Regions from separate parts of the Mus musculus genome. Here region 2 is linked to region 1. Evidence: chromatin contacts called from public Hi-C data. All regions are on one chromosome and are shown on one strand. The core of a region is the stretch at or near the end of the contact, and the rest is flanking DNA. Distances in the headings are between cores, read along the strand shown. Region 1 has its middle 17 kb from the start of 1700001K23Rik. Region 2 holds the start of Smndc1 (survival motor neuron domain containing 1).

What was found. A called contact is a pair of places that touch in the nucleus more often than the background predicts.
Region 2: a Hi-C map of the N1E-115 cell line shows a contact between it and region 1, with 2.1 times the contacts expected there. The contact joins the promoter of Smndc1 here to the enhancer-like site in region 1. A contact is called at or near these places in 2 of 39 promoter capture datasets (the C10 cell line and cranial neural crest), 2 of 484 Hi-C or Micro-C datasets (the N1E-115 cell line and nephron progenitors), 7 of 115 datasets of contacts at active chromatin or transcription factors (the SCID.adh cell line, effector CD8 T cells, embryonic stem cells and 4 more) and 3 of 9 other capture datasets (adipose tissue, liver and macrophages).

What each region holds. Positions count from the first base shown.
Region 1 is chr19:53,268,659-53,275,588 of GRCm38.p6, reverse strand. No RefSeq gene overlaps it. Among named protein-coding and RNA genes, the nearest start is that of 1700001K23Rik, 17 kb to the right of the region's middle. Within about 2 kb of position 2,023, at least 51 of the 459 cell types and tissues checked have an H3K27ac peak or open chromatin away from gene starts, as enhancers often do. A contact at or near this core is called in the N1E-115 cell line, adipose tissue, macrophages and 1 more, where this site is marked.
Region 2 is chr19:53,387,692-53,394,514 of GRCm38.p6, reverse strand. Smndc1 (survival motor neuron domain containing 1) reads left to right here and starts at 3,881. Exons shown (of 6, transcript NM_172429.3): 1 at 3,881-4,099; 2 at 5,093-5,212. The coding sequence starts at 5,093.

The sequences.
Region 1 (6,930 bases), core at 774-3,273:
GCTTGGTTAATCCCTCATGTTTGGGACACTCTGTGAGGGTAGAATCCCAGGGGTCTGGACCCAGTCAGTGAGTAGTCATGGAGACAGTCCTTGGAGCAGCTTGCTGGCTGTGGCCCCCCTGGTCCTGAGAAGTTCGCAGAGTTCAGTCAGCTGAAACTTCCCCCCTGTTCTGTATCTGCTCACTGGCCTTGCCTGAGCTTTGACCTGTGTGCTGTGCAGGGAGACAAGACCAGATAGGACATAACCAGACACAGTCGCTGGCTGCAAGGGGCCTGGAGTCTAGTTGAGAAGATAGATAGTTAGAAATGTCACTGAACCTGAGGTATTTGAAACCAGGGAATGAGGTCGACTAAGCACTGTTAGGGCTGGAAGCTCTGTGTGTGTGTGTGTGTGTGTGTGTGTGTGTGTGACATGAAGGTCACTGCAGGGGAACTGGGAAGTGTGGGAATAAAGAACTTGACTCTCTAGGATAGAGAAAGGACAGGCGGGTTGAGTTCATGCCACAGGCTGGCTATACTCTCCACGGGATACCTGGACTCTACTCAGGGCAAAGGGGAACCAGTGTGGGCTTGGGGGTGATGACTGGTGGGTACCACAACTCGTGAATGTGTAGTCTCTATCTCGCCATCCCTGGGATTATAAGCACACATTGCATACATGGTTAGTTTTCTTGTATATCAGTTTGGGGCATCAAGTCAGGTCCGCACACTTTCAAGACGCTTGATTGAGCTACTCCAACAACAACAAAAACAGCAACAACAACAACATCCAAAAGAACAAAACCAGGCTTTATAGCTTGGCTTTGAACTCACTCAGTGGCTTAAGCTGGCCTTGAAGTCAGGTGTCCTCCTGGGTGCTGAGATTACAGGCCTGGAATACTGTACCCATAGGAAGCACGGTTTCTACCACAGCCTGGCATGCATGTGTGCGCACTTGTGCGTGGTAAAAACTGCATACCCCATTACTTTCTGTTCTATCCAAATCATTTGTTTTAGAGCTGGTTGTAACCCACTAAATTGATTTTACTGCTCGCTAATAGTTTGATCCACCGTAAAACAAACAAACACCAACCAAACACACACACACACAAAACCAAATCAACAACACATACTGTTTGAGTGACAGATCCATGGTCCAGCCCACTTTTGTTGAGGGGCAGATTCATGGTCCAGCCCACTTTCGTTGAGTGGCAGATTCATGGTCCAGCCTACGTTTGAGTTTCCTTATGCTCACTTACATTTAATATGCAGCGTTTCTCCAAGTGCACTCCATGTACTGTCATCATTCTTCCACACAGATTGCTCTCCAGGGCAGCTCCGTGGGCAAGCACACGTGGGCAACGACACAACACGTGGTATCTGACCCGTCACAGCGTACTCAGCCTTGCCATCGTTCAAGGTCTGCGTTGATGGAGTTGACTGTACACATTTTAGCCACAGAGCCACTTTCCATTTGGGCGAGCCCCTGCTCCCTTCCTCGGGAGAACCCTGGTGTAGGAGAACAACTATCAGTCGGGGCCCTGCTGTTTCACTTCCTCCACCGTCCTGTCCATCCCTGCCCCTGCGAGCCCCTGCGAGTCCAGGAAGGTCCGCGTGTAATCGGGAGGGAGGGGAACTGGAACACACAGTGACCCTGTTTTCCTACTTCCCATATCAAGTCCCCGTGAGAGTCCTGCAGTCTTTTGGACCAGTAATTGAACCCAGGGCCTCTTGCATGGCAGGCTGGTTCACCGCTGAGTTACCTCCTCCGTTCCACCCCACCCTTTTTTTTTTTTTTTTTTTGTTTGAGTCAGGGTCTCACCAAGTTGCCTGAACTGGTTTTCAATTTGGACCACAGTGCTGTCAAGCTTTAAATGTACAATTCTCCTGCCTCTGCCTCCCAAGTAGCCATGTCAGCACGCCTGGCTGCACCTTACTTTCTCACTAGATGATGGATCTTAGATGTCACTTCCTGTTTGTACACAAAGCTTCCTTACTACTGCGGTCTCTGTGTGTGTCACGGATGCGTCATTACACGTGGGCAGCCATCTAGTGATGACTCGGGCCGTTTCCAGCGGTTCTGCTAGAGATGAGCCTGCAGTGAGTAACCATGTATCTGAGCGATTGAACGTGTGAGTGTGCATGCAACATAAATCCTTACAAGTGGAGCTGCTCGCTCTAAGCTCCGCACTTCCTTAGGGCTCGAAGGGCACTGTCCGGTGACCCTCCGAGGTCCAGCTGGAATCTCAAGAAGAGATCTTTCTTGTTTGATGTTTGATCCCAACCAGCTACACACATTGGCCCAGAACTCAGGAAGCATGGCGCACATTGCTGGACTGTCTTCAAACAGCTGTTTGATGTCATCAGTGGCTGCTGACAGAAATGGTTTCCTCCAGGGATGCCCCCCCCCCAAGGGACACATATGCTTGTGAGCGATGTATAAATGGGCTCAGAGCATGTTCTATGTAATGTGTGTGTGTGTGTGTGTGTGTGTACAGTCAAAAAAGAAAAGGTTATACTCTTAGATGGGCATGGGAGGAGTTGGTGTAGAGGGAGGGGGTAGGGTTGAATACGTGCAGGGTTTAATCTATGAAGCTCTTTAAAAAAAAACCTGTTAAATGCAAGCAAATCTTCAGCCCCAGCAACTGTTGGACTCGGCTAATTCATGTAGCCAAGTCAATTCCTTTCCCTCCTCTTTGTAAACTGGAGCATCCGAGCCCTGCAGCTCTGAGAAGTTGTCATTGTCTTTCTCAGAGGTGAATCAGGGCTTCTGTGGGCACTATTACTTTTATTTATTTATTTTTTTAAAGACTTTCTATGTAGTCCAAGTTGGCTTTGAACTCGTGGTCCTCCTGCCTCAGCTTCCCTACTGCTGAGATGGCAGGTATAACAGGTAGGTACCACTGCACCAACTTGGCCCCCTCCCCCAACTTGGCACTTTCTTGCAAACATAATGAAGCATTCTTTTCTCGCAAGACCAGCAATCACATCTCTTGGTGTTTTCTCAAGTGAACTGAATGTTTACGTCCACACCGGAGCTTGCCCATCCGTGTTCATAGCAGCTGTAGTCCTCATTGTACAAACCTGGAAGAAAACTAAGTGTCGGTAAATGAGCTGAAGAATAAACGGTTGTGTATTCAGAGACTGGAATAGCATTCAGCTCTGAAAGAAGCAAGCTATTTGGCCATGAGAAGACATGGGGGAACATGCGTTCATAGTGCTCAATGGAAGAAGCCAGTCTGAAAAGGCTCCGCCCAGTGAATCCAGCCCTGCGGCCTCCTGGGAAAGGCAGGGTTATGGAATCACTAGAAGAATCAGTGTGGTTGCTGGGGATTGGGGGGCAGAGGGGTACATGAGGCACAGGGGATTCCTCGGGCTGTGAAACTGTTGTGTTAGATATTCCAATGGTGGACACCTGACCACTACCAAAGCCCAAGGACTTTACAACACCAACCATGAGTCCCAATGTAGTCCCCAGACTTTGGACGGTGATGGTGTGTCCACATAGTCCCATCAACGATCAGAAATGGGCTGCTCTGGTTGGGACATTGGAAGCGGCAAGCTCTGCAGGAGCCATGTGGGAAGTCTTGGTGCCTTCTACTCTATTTATTTCATGGACCTTAGGCTGGCTGTGGTGGTGTACACCGATAATCTCGGTAGAGGTAGCAGGATTACAGCAAATTCAAGGCCAGCCTGGTCTACATGGTGAATGCCAGGTCAGCCTGGGCTACCTGACAGAATCTTGTCTCAAAAAATCAGAAGTAATTAAGGAATGTTTTTAATTAAAAATTTTAATAGGGTCTTAAATAAATGTGAGACATATATGTAACTTTTTGACAGCAAAGTTTGAGATATTACTCAAATTGTATGTAACTTGCTTCCTATAAGCGTACCTTCCGGTGGATTTTAGTACACTCAGAAGGCTGCACAGCCATTACCTGGTCCTAAACCATTCCCATCACCCCAAATGGAATCCCACGTCCATCAGCAGTCTCTCTACCCATGCGCTGTGCTTGCTCTGGTAGCCACACATCTTCCTGTTGTTCTAGATCTGCATCCATGTGCCAGACATCACACATGGATGCAGGGGTGGGGGGGGGGTGTTGGGGAACCCTGCCAGGCAGGACCTTACAGATGCTTACCCAAACCCTCAGATATTACCGAAGCCTCTCATGTAAAATGGGTTGAATCTGCATATAACCTACACATATCCCTGTCCCTGCGTCCTCTAATCATATCTATGTTAATTATAATGTCTCACACATTGTTGATGCTTATAATCTTAAACCTTTGTTCCTTTTTCTTTTTGGAAGCAGGGTCTGCTATATCGTCCAGAGTAGCCTCAAATTACCACCACTCCCTCCTCCACCTCCCAAGTGCTGGATTGCCCACCTAGCAGCACAAGTTTACACCTGGCAGAACAAGTTTATCCCCGTATTCACTTCCAGGGTTTTCTTGAGGTAGCTCCTTAGCTTAGAGCTTTGATCGGCTGTGTTAATTTTTCATCCGGTGCAGAGGTAGATACAGTTTCAGTCTTCGGCACCGTGGCTCTCTGTTTGCCCCAGATCTTCTGTTTGCTGAAAGATCTTCTTCTTTCCCCAGTGAACAGCCCTGGCACCCTGTTGAGAATCAATTACCCCAACCGTGAGGCTGACTTCTGGCGGCCTAGCCCAATCCGGTGGATCTGTGGATCTGTATGTCTGTCTTTCCGTCAGTTCACACGGTGCTGAGGACCGTCCCGTCTAGTAAGTTTTACATTTGGGAAATGTGTGTCCTTCTGCGTTTCTTTTCTATGTTTCTGTTTGTCTGTCTGGCTAATCTGGGTTCCTCAAATTTCCTCATTAATTTCAGGATCATTTTATAGCCGACTGCAAAGAAGTCAGGTGGGGATTTTGCATTGAACGCATAAGTTATAACATCAAGCTATTAGTAAGTGCTGCCATCTTCCAGTTCCTTCCTGTCTGTGGGTGTCTATACTGAGTCTTTGTAGCCACGGGATAGCTTTCCACTCATTTGGGTCTTTAATTTCTTTTAACATTTTCCCAGTCCAAAGTGTATATTACGATTGCCTTTATTCCTAAGCATTCTACTCCTTTTGATACTATTTAAATAAAACTTTTTCCATATTCATTTTTGGACTTCCTGTTGGCATTGTAGGGAAATAGAATAGATTCAGTTAGCTCTTGTATCCTGAAACCTTGTTAGACACATCCATTAGCTCTGGTATTCTTTTTGGGGGTGAGGTTGGGTGACAGAGGCTCCTTAGAACCCTCAGTGTAAAAGATCATTTGTCTATGTAGACAGACATACAGACATAAATAGAAATACTTTCACTCTTTCTCTTTCCAGCTGAATGCCTTTCACGTAATATGTTCCCTTAGCTTCCCTGCCTTGCAGCACCTATCAAAGGTGTCATGAGCAGACAGCAGGCACTTGTCTGTGAGCTTATGGGCAAGCTTTGGGTATTTCACCATTGTGACTTCCTTTGTGTCCTGTGTTGTTTTAAATTTTCTAGGGACCATATTTTAAAAAGACAAAGATCAACAAATGATGCCACTAGAGTTCATTCAGGCCAGGAAGTCATTCCTATATCGTTAGTATTAAAAGTCACTACTTTGTTTGTACACCAAGTCTTTGAAACTTGGCCATGTATTAGACTCTCAACATGTCTCCATTCAGAGTCTACACTTAAGTGCAGGCTCCTTCCCCATCAGACAGCACCAATCTAGAGTATGTCTGGCTCAGGACGGTAACAGCCAGTGTTTACTTAACACTTAACATGACCCAGGTACTAAGTCTCTATTTAAGAAATCTCAGTGGTGACCATATAAGGATATGAAGCATCAAGAGTAATAATTTTGCCCAAATCATCTAACTAGTTATGAGTACAGCTGGGATTCTAACTGGAATTCTAACCTAGGAAGCCAGACTTCAGAGCTAGGATGCTACTTTGCTTTTCAAGAATTTCAGATGTGGTAGTATACACCTTTAATCCCAGCACTCAGGAGGCAGATCTCTGTGAGTTCGAGGCCAACCTGGTCTTCAGAGCCAGTTCCAGGACAGCCAGGACCACATAGTGAGATCTGTTTCAAAACAAACAAATGAAAGAATTTTATTATAGGGTTTATTAAATAAAGTTTAAGTAGATTATTCTCGTTCTCTGATAAAAAATTTCTTAAAAGATAAATTAACAATGTGGAAAATGTTTCTATTTTCCCTCGCACTGTTCACTCTCTGCCTTCTCTTCCCTTCCTCCCCCCTTCCATCTTCATTTTAAGATTTGATTGAGCAGGGAATAATGTCTGTGAACTGCTCACCTGGTTATAGTAACTGATTAGCCAGCACACATCCTTCAGACTGTGTTACATCTCAGCACAGGAAGGGCTCACGAAGCCCCACTCTTCCCTGAGGGACTGTTGAGACTCAATAATGGCAGAGAGAAGGGAGTCATATTTATCAGTGTAGCCACTGATAGGGTGTCCTTATTTCAGTAAATAGCTTCCTGCCGACACGCATGCAGGCAACCTTAAGTAAGCCCAGAGGGAGACACACGTACACACACACACACACACACACACACACACACATACACACACTCACACACGTACACACACACTCACACTCATATGCACTAATACACATATACACACAGAGGTACATAAACACTTATAATAAACTCACACACACACTCATACACACATACACATTCGCACACACACTAACACACATATACACACAGAGGCACACGCATACTTATATATATACACACACTCGCTCACAATTCACACACTCACATATTTACACACTCACACACACTCACACACATTCACACACTCACATGCACACACATATTTACACATTCACACACAGCTACTCAGACACACACATTCACACACTCTCACCCATCCACACACTCACATATTCACACACTCACACAAAGGAGAGTAAGAGG
Region 2 (6,823 bases), core at 2,632-5,131, 120 kb before region 1:
GTAAAGCTCATTTTGATTTTTGAAAATATAGGCGTTGCTAAGGTCTTGCTATTATCTCGAGAGACTGCTTAGTACAGTGGATCTCAGCCTTCCTAATGCTGTGACCCTTTAATACAGTCCCTCTGGTAGTGACCCCCACCCCCTGACCAGAGATACTGAGGACCAGCCTCAGCTTGGGAGAGAGGGTCCTGAGGAAGGGATGTTTGGGAGCTGTGGAAGAAATGACTTGGAGTGTGCCATGGATGCAAGCTGATTCTCTTTGGAGATAGCTCTCTCTTGCACACTAAAGCCCAGTCTCTTATTTTACATAAGCTACTTTCTTAAGAATTGCATCTCAATCCAATCATTTACTCCAGGTTCCCTTTTGATTGGCCCATGAATCAGCATTTTATGACCTTAGCCCCTTGACTCAAAAGACAGGGCTGCATGGCTGAAGCTGCTTAGTTCTGCTGCTTGCCTTTGTCTCCTGGGATTAAAGGTGTGTACCACCCTGCCTGGGCCTAAGCTTTTCATGGTCACTGTTCCTCAAGATCTGGGTCAAAAGCCTGTATCCTTCAGCCTTAAGACCTGGATCATAAGTGTGCCCTCCATTTCTGGATTGTAGTTCATTCCAGGTAAGAGGATTCCCTCAGGAGCTGTGCTGCAAAGGAGCACAGTAAATCCACTTCCTTTTCTTTTATTTGGCTTTATGTGCACTAGTGTTTTATTTGCATGTATGTCAGTGTGAGAGTATGAGGTCCCCTGAAATTGGAGTTACAGGTGTGAGCTGCCATGTGGTTGCTGGGAATTGAACCTGGGTCCTCTGGAATACCAGCCAGTGCTCTTAACTGCAGACTAAGCCATTTCTCCAGCACTAGTAACTCCACTTTTAAAGACCATTTTAAGGAGGTGGTTAGGAGTACCGATTGCTCTCCTGCAGTACCAGGCTTTGATTCCCAGCACTCACAAGATGGCCTACAACCATCTGTAATTCCAGTCCCAGAAGGTCCTATGCCCTTTCGGCATCCATGAGCACTGCATTTATGTGGTGCAGACACTTGCAGGCAGAACACTTGTACATATAAAATAAAGGCTAAAAAAAAAATCTGAAACCATCCTAAATAATTCCTTCTACTAAGTACTCACACTTTTCTACCTAGCCTTCAAAGGGCTCCGAGTGCCCACTGCCTTCCCCACATCTTCCCTGCGGTCTGGCCCACCCTTCTGCTGTCCTCTGTTTCTGAGGACCACATATGTATTTGTACTCTCACCTTCTGTCTGTACTTACTAAGCAATCGCCCAGCATTTTCCTCCAGTCTCCTCCCATCGTTGCCAACACGTGTGCACAGGGACACATGGGAGGGGCAAACCTACTCCATCTTAAAGCAGAAAGAGCCTGAGTGCTTGACTTACAGCTGAACCTAAGCCACACCCAAGTACCAGGAAGGACCCCACGGCTTGTCCTTGGCCCGTACCCCAGAGTTACTCCCTAGCTACTTCCTAGCAACAGCCAGTCAAGATTAGTCTGATTGTTTGCGATGTACTTTCAGACCCTCTGTGATTGTTCATGGTTTTGCTTCAGAGCACCCACCTGTCAGCTTACAATAGTTATTCAGTGAGATGCTTGGCAGGCTGTAACCCCTCTCACTTGCTCGACATTTCCTATAAAACCTTGTCCCACTGAGGGCTTAAGGCTGCTTCACCCTCTGGTCCTACTGTGACAGGGTCTGCAGTGAGTGAGCCAGAACTGGAGCTTGAATGAGAGACCCTAGTGCAACTGCATTGGAGTCGGCTCCTTGGTGGTCTTTTGGGACACATGCACACACATACATGTGCATACACATGCACACAGGCATGAAACCATTCGAAATCTATTTTGCAAGGCTATAAGTAATTTCTCCATATTTTCATTTTGAAAATTATCAAAATGAAATTACAGGGAATTAAGAGATTTGTACCATGAACTGTTACACGTTCTCCATTAAATTCAATATCTGCTTGCATTTACTTGCCAGCACATCTATTGGAATCTACTAGCCTTGTGGGTCTGAGCAACTACTAGATCCTTGGACTTCCATTTACAGCTGACCATTGTTGGGGAGCTGGACTCCAGACTGTAAGTTGTCATAACAAATTTCCTTATTTCATAGAGTTCTGTGACTCTAGAGAAGTCTGACTAATACAAAGATCCAATCAACATTTACATACTTCATTATCATTTCTCCTTTTGCTTGTTTGGATCTTGAGATAGGCACTTGCTATTAGACCTGGAAGGCCTGGAGTACACTAGTCCAGGCACTTTTTAAATTTCAGTTGATTTTCCTCCCTCTGCCTCTGGTGTACTTGAGACCAAACCTTCAGGGTTCGGACTCCATCTTAGAGAACCTGACCTAAGGTTAAACTCAAGTAAACTAACAGGCCAGTATCTAGCACCAGTTTCCAGGCTACGCCCCCCCCTCCCCCCAACAAGTCCTGTGCCTAACACCAGTTTCCAGGTTACCTCACAACAAAACCTACATCCAACACCAGTTTCCAGGTTATTTCCTAACAAATCTACAACCCTGCGTTTGCACCCCCGGCCCCCAGTTCTCTTGCATCAGAGAGGGTGGTGAGGCCCAAGCTCGAGCTTGAACAAAAGAACCTAGTTCAATTGCATCAGAATCAGCTCCCTGGTGGTTTTTTTTTTGGGGGGGGGCTCATGAACATTTCCTGGCACAACAGAGACTACACACAGGCACCACCATACCCATCTTTTTAATCTTCTAATCCAAAACAGTCCTTACTCCTTTTAATAGCATTGCTTCCTTCTTTGTTGCTGTGATAAAACACCATGACCAAGGCAGCTTAACGATTTTATTTTAGCTTATGGCTCCGGAGTGAGTCTATAATGGCCGGGCAGGGGCAGCAGCAGGCCAAGGACATGATGGCTGAAGTATTTTGTTGTGAGCCGGCATCAAACTGCACATACAGCGCCGAGAGCTCAAATTTAAGTGGTGTGTGTGTCTTTAACCTCTCCAATCTGCACAAGGCAGGGAACACCTCTAAACTACTCCAAATGGCCAAGACGAAGGGAGGTATTTCTCATTAAAATTACATTACTCTTGAATTATTTAAGTCAAAAAAAAATCGCACATTCTGGATGGGTGTTTCTTTCCTCACGGACATTCAACACGTTATGCTTATTATTTCCTTTAAACTCAAAAGGGCTTTGATTATACTTCCTCAGAGGTGACAGTCACTTCATGTTGACTGTCACTCGGTCATAAACATGCATAAAGTAAGGTTGTCTCACAACTAGTGATGCTGAAGTTGATCGCTGGGTGAGCGATTGCCAGCTTTGACTCTAAACATCCTACCTTTCTCTATTTTCTTACATCACATGGCTTTTACCTACCATGGGTGATGCCTAAGCACCTCAAATGGTCACCGTTCCACTTCTATCACTCTATCTTTATTGGCTATATTTATTTTCTAAACAACAAAAAACTTCCCTTCTCTTGACTTCAAGGTCTCGCTCTGTAGCCTTGGCTGGCCTGGAACTCGCTATGCGGGCTCAGACTCAGATCCGCCGCCGCCATCTGCCTCCCTGTGGGACACAAGGCACCCGCCATCACTCCCAGCCCGTTCCCGGTACTAAATCTCATCAGGGCTGGGCAGAAAGGCTCGCGAGTTTACGCCGCAGGGAACCGGAGGACAACACCCACCACAGAGAACCACTCGCTGCCGCTCCCAGCACGAGGCGGAACTGACGTAAAACGAACATGCCCTCTGCCCCCGGCGCGGCCCAGACACGTCACTTCCTGCCCATCAGACCACACCCGCTCCGCCTTCCGAGGCTGCAATCGCAGGCTGCTGAGAGGGCGGCGAGGGTCATGTGACCCGGGCGCCATCTTTTCCACGAGAGTCCGTAGGTCTCGCGAGATCTCGCTCGCCTTGTCTCTCTCTCCTCCTGCCCGAGGCCGGCTTCTCTCCCCTCCCCCTCGCTGGCGGACTTTCTCCTTTTCCGACCGAGGCTCGTCGCGGCGGAAAATCTTTCCCGGCTGCAGCCGCCCCTGACGCCGCTCGCCTCGCCTCGCCTCCCCGACCCCTGCCCGCCGTCCCGACCCCAGCCCCACCCAAGGTAACGAGCCCCTGAGGGAGAGTCAGGCCTCCTCGGGCCTCGGGCTGGAGTGGAGGTGGAGGCGGAGGCCGGAAGCGAGGGCGCCGGCGTCAGAGCTGGGCCCGGCCAGGGCAGTGTGGGGAGGCAGCGGCTCTCGCACCCCCCAGTGGACGGCCCCGGCCTGCGTGGGGGCTTCCGGGACGAGGCGGCGAACGTGGCCGTCTGGGGGAAGCCTCTGTGAGGGTGCGGGGCTCGGCGGTTTCCATGGACGCGGAGGTCTGCGTTCCCTGGTGGGAGATGGTGGACCGGGGCTCCAGCGGGCTCGGGGAAGCCCGCGCGCGGACGGGAAGACTCGGCCGGGGTTCCAGGCTTCCGGTGGGCCGGAATGTCCCGGAGGTGTCCCCCGAGGACCCGTATGTTTGCCCCGCGGCCGCCCAGAGGGGCTTCTGGACCCCTGGCGACGCCGAGCTGCGTTGGGCGAGAGGCGGGTTTCTAGGATGACCTCCGTGTGAAGGAAGAGTGAGCGCTCCGAGCGGTTCCCTCCACCGGAGAGAAAGGCGAGGAAACGCCGAAGGTGTAGTTAACCGAAAACCGCTTCCTCTGACTGGGGGGAAGAACCCGTCCGTGCGAATTTTAATTTCTCTTGATTTTTGACTTTCTCAGCTTTTGAAAAGTATGTCGCAGTCTTTATTGACATACACTGTCTTCCTATGATATATGATACTTAAAGAAGAAGCAGGGTTTTTTTTTTTTTTTCTTTTTTAATAGCATGATTTTTCCGGGGGAACTCTTTCTGTGTAGAATTGACCAGCCGTATCTGCAGTCTTTAGAATTTAATTGCCTTGAAGTTTGTGGATTAGTTAAATATGAATAAAGTTAAAATGGTGATGAACGGAACTTGAATTTTGTAGCAAGAGTGATTTAAATTAGACAGGTCAGAGGAAGTTTTTTTTTTGTTGTTGTTTTTTTGTAATTTGATATTTGACTTGCCTTATGGGCCTTTATTTTCCTCAGATGTCAGAGGATCTAGCAAAACAGTTGGCTAGCTACAAAGCTCAACTCCAGCAAGTAGAAGCTGCCCTTTCTGGAAATGGAGAAAATGAAGATCTATTGAAACTGAAGAAGGATTTGCAAGTAAGTACAGGTGGACACTTGGAGTTGAGGTTGTTTGAGAAGAGGATTTGTCTTTTTCAAAGTATGCATTCAAGACTCGTAGGCACGCAAAGCATCTGAGGAAGGCGCTCCCACGTGTATATGCTTGTTTGTACACAGGTACTGAGGCTTCTCACATTAGCTCCTCTTGGTGTACATCAGAAGGAACAAAACACTCGGTTTTGTAAATCCTGTGTGTACTTACAGGATTTCATGAGAAGAGGCGTTGCAACGGAATAAGCTTTTGTTTTAAAAGACTTGACAAGGAAACTTAGTTCAAAAGGTAACACTATTAAGGGAGGAATATACAATCTGACTAAGATCCTTCTTATGACACAAAATTATCTGAAGATTAAATTCAGCCTTATTTTTCAAAGCTAATGGGGTCTATACTTTTATTAAAACCACATCGTGAGAATGTGTTAGGGAATAACATTCTGTATGGATGTTATAGGTATTTGACTTTAAGGCTGGGCTTTGTAGTTGTTGAGTGAAGTTGAAATAGTGCAAAAGAGATTAGCTTTTTCATGCCAAGTTTAGGAAGAACAAAACATCTAAGGACATGAACTGGGGTTTCAGGACAAATTTACATACCTGTTGCTTCTCAGAACACCAGGTTAAGAAAAGTACCATGGATAACTTGTAAATATCTTACATGGAAACTTTGTTCCTAAGAATGTCCTTCAAGTTCTGAACCCATACTTCAGCAGTTTTCAGGGTGTTTTGATGATTTCTTGCTTATTCTATATCCCATCTAAACAGTCATTCTCTTTATCTTCCTGATGACCATTAATACATTAGATGTTGCCTGCTGTATATGCACGCCTCTAATCCCAGCCCTCAGGACGCAGAGCTAGGCAGAGCTCTTGAGTGCCAGGCCATCCAGGGCTATAGAGTAAGACCTTGTTTCAAAAAGGACACGGACACACAAACACAAGCATTTCCAACTTTTATTTTTGGGCTTAATGCTTTTGGGATTCTGAAAGATCTTACCTGTAATTTAAAATGAGTTGGACATTTTCAAACTTGGGTTCTAGACTTACAATAAAGTATATGTTAAAAACAAAATAATGAAGGATAATTTTACTTTGACTAATACTGTTCTTCAGCCTATGGAGTGCATGTGCCATTCATTAGAGAGGGTTAGGAAACTTTCTCCCACACCCAGATCTTCTGTAAACCATAAGCAATAACCCAGTGTTTGTTTCCTGCCTGCTCATTTGATTTGTTCACCTGGACCATGAGTGGACATGAAGGTGAAGTGACAGAAACACACTAACCTCATCTACCTCTGCCGACTTCAAGTTTGTTTTCTTTGAAGAAGAAAAAAAAGCTGTCTGTGCTTCCTGGGAGTGGGATGAGAGGTCTCTGTAGAAATGGTAGAGGGGGAGTTGGGAGCCTAGTTTCAAACAATATTACTATCAGGTCTTTCTAAACATTTCCAGCGTAAATTATCTGTGGAGTATGGAGTTAGCTATCTTGATATGTAATCTATAATTGAAAGTATGATAGGGAGAAACCCTTATGGTAGACAGTTTTTACCTAAAAGGCTTACCTGGGCCTCAGTTAATAATGATCTGGAGGCCGGAGGTA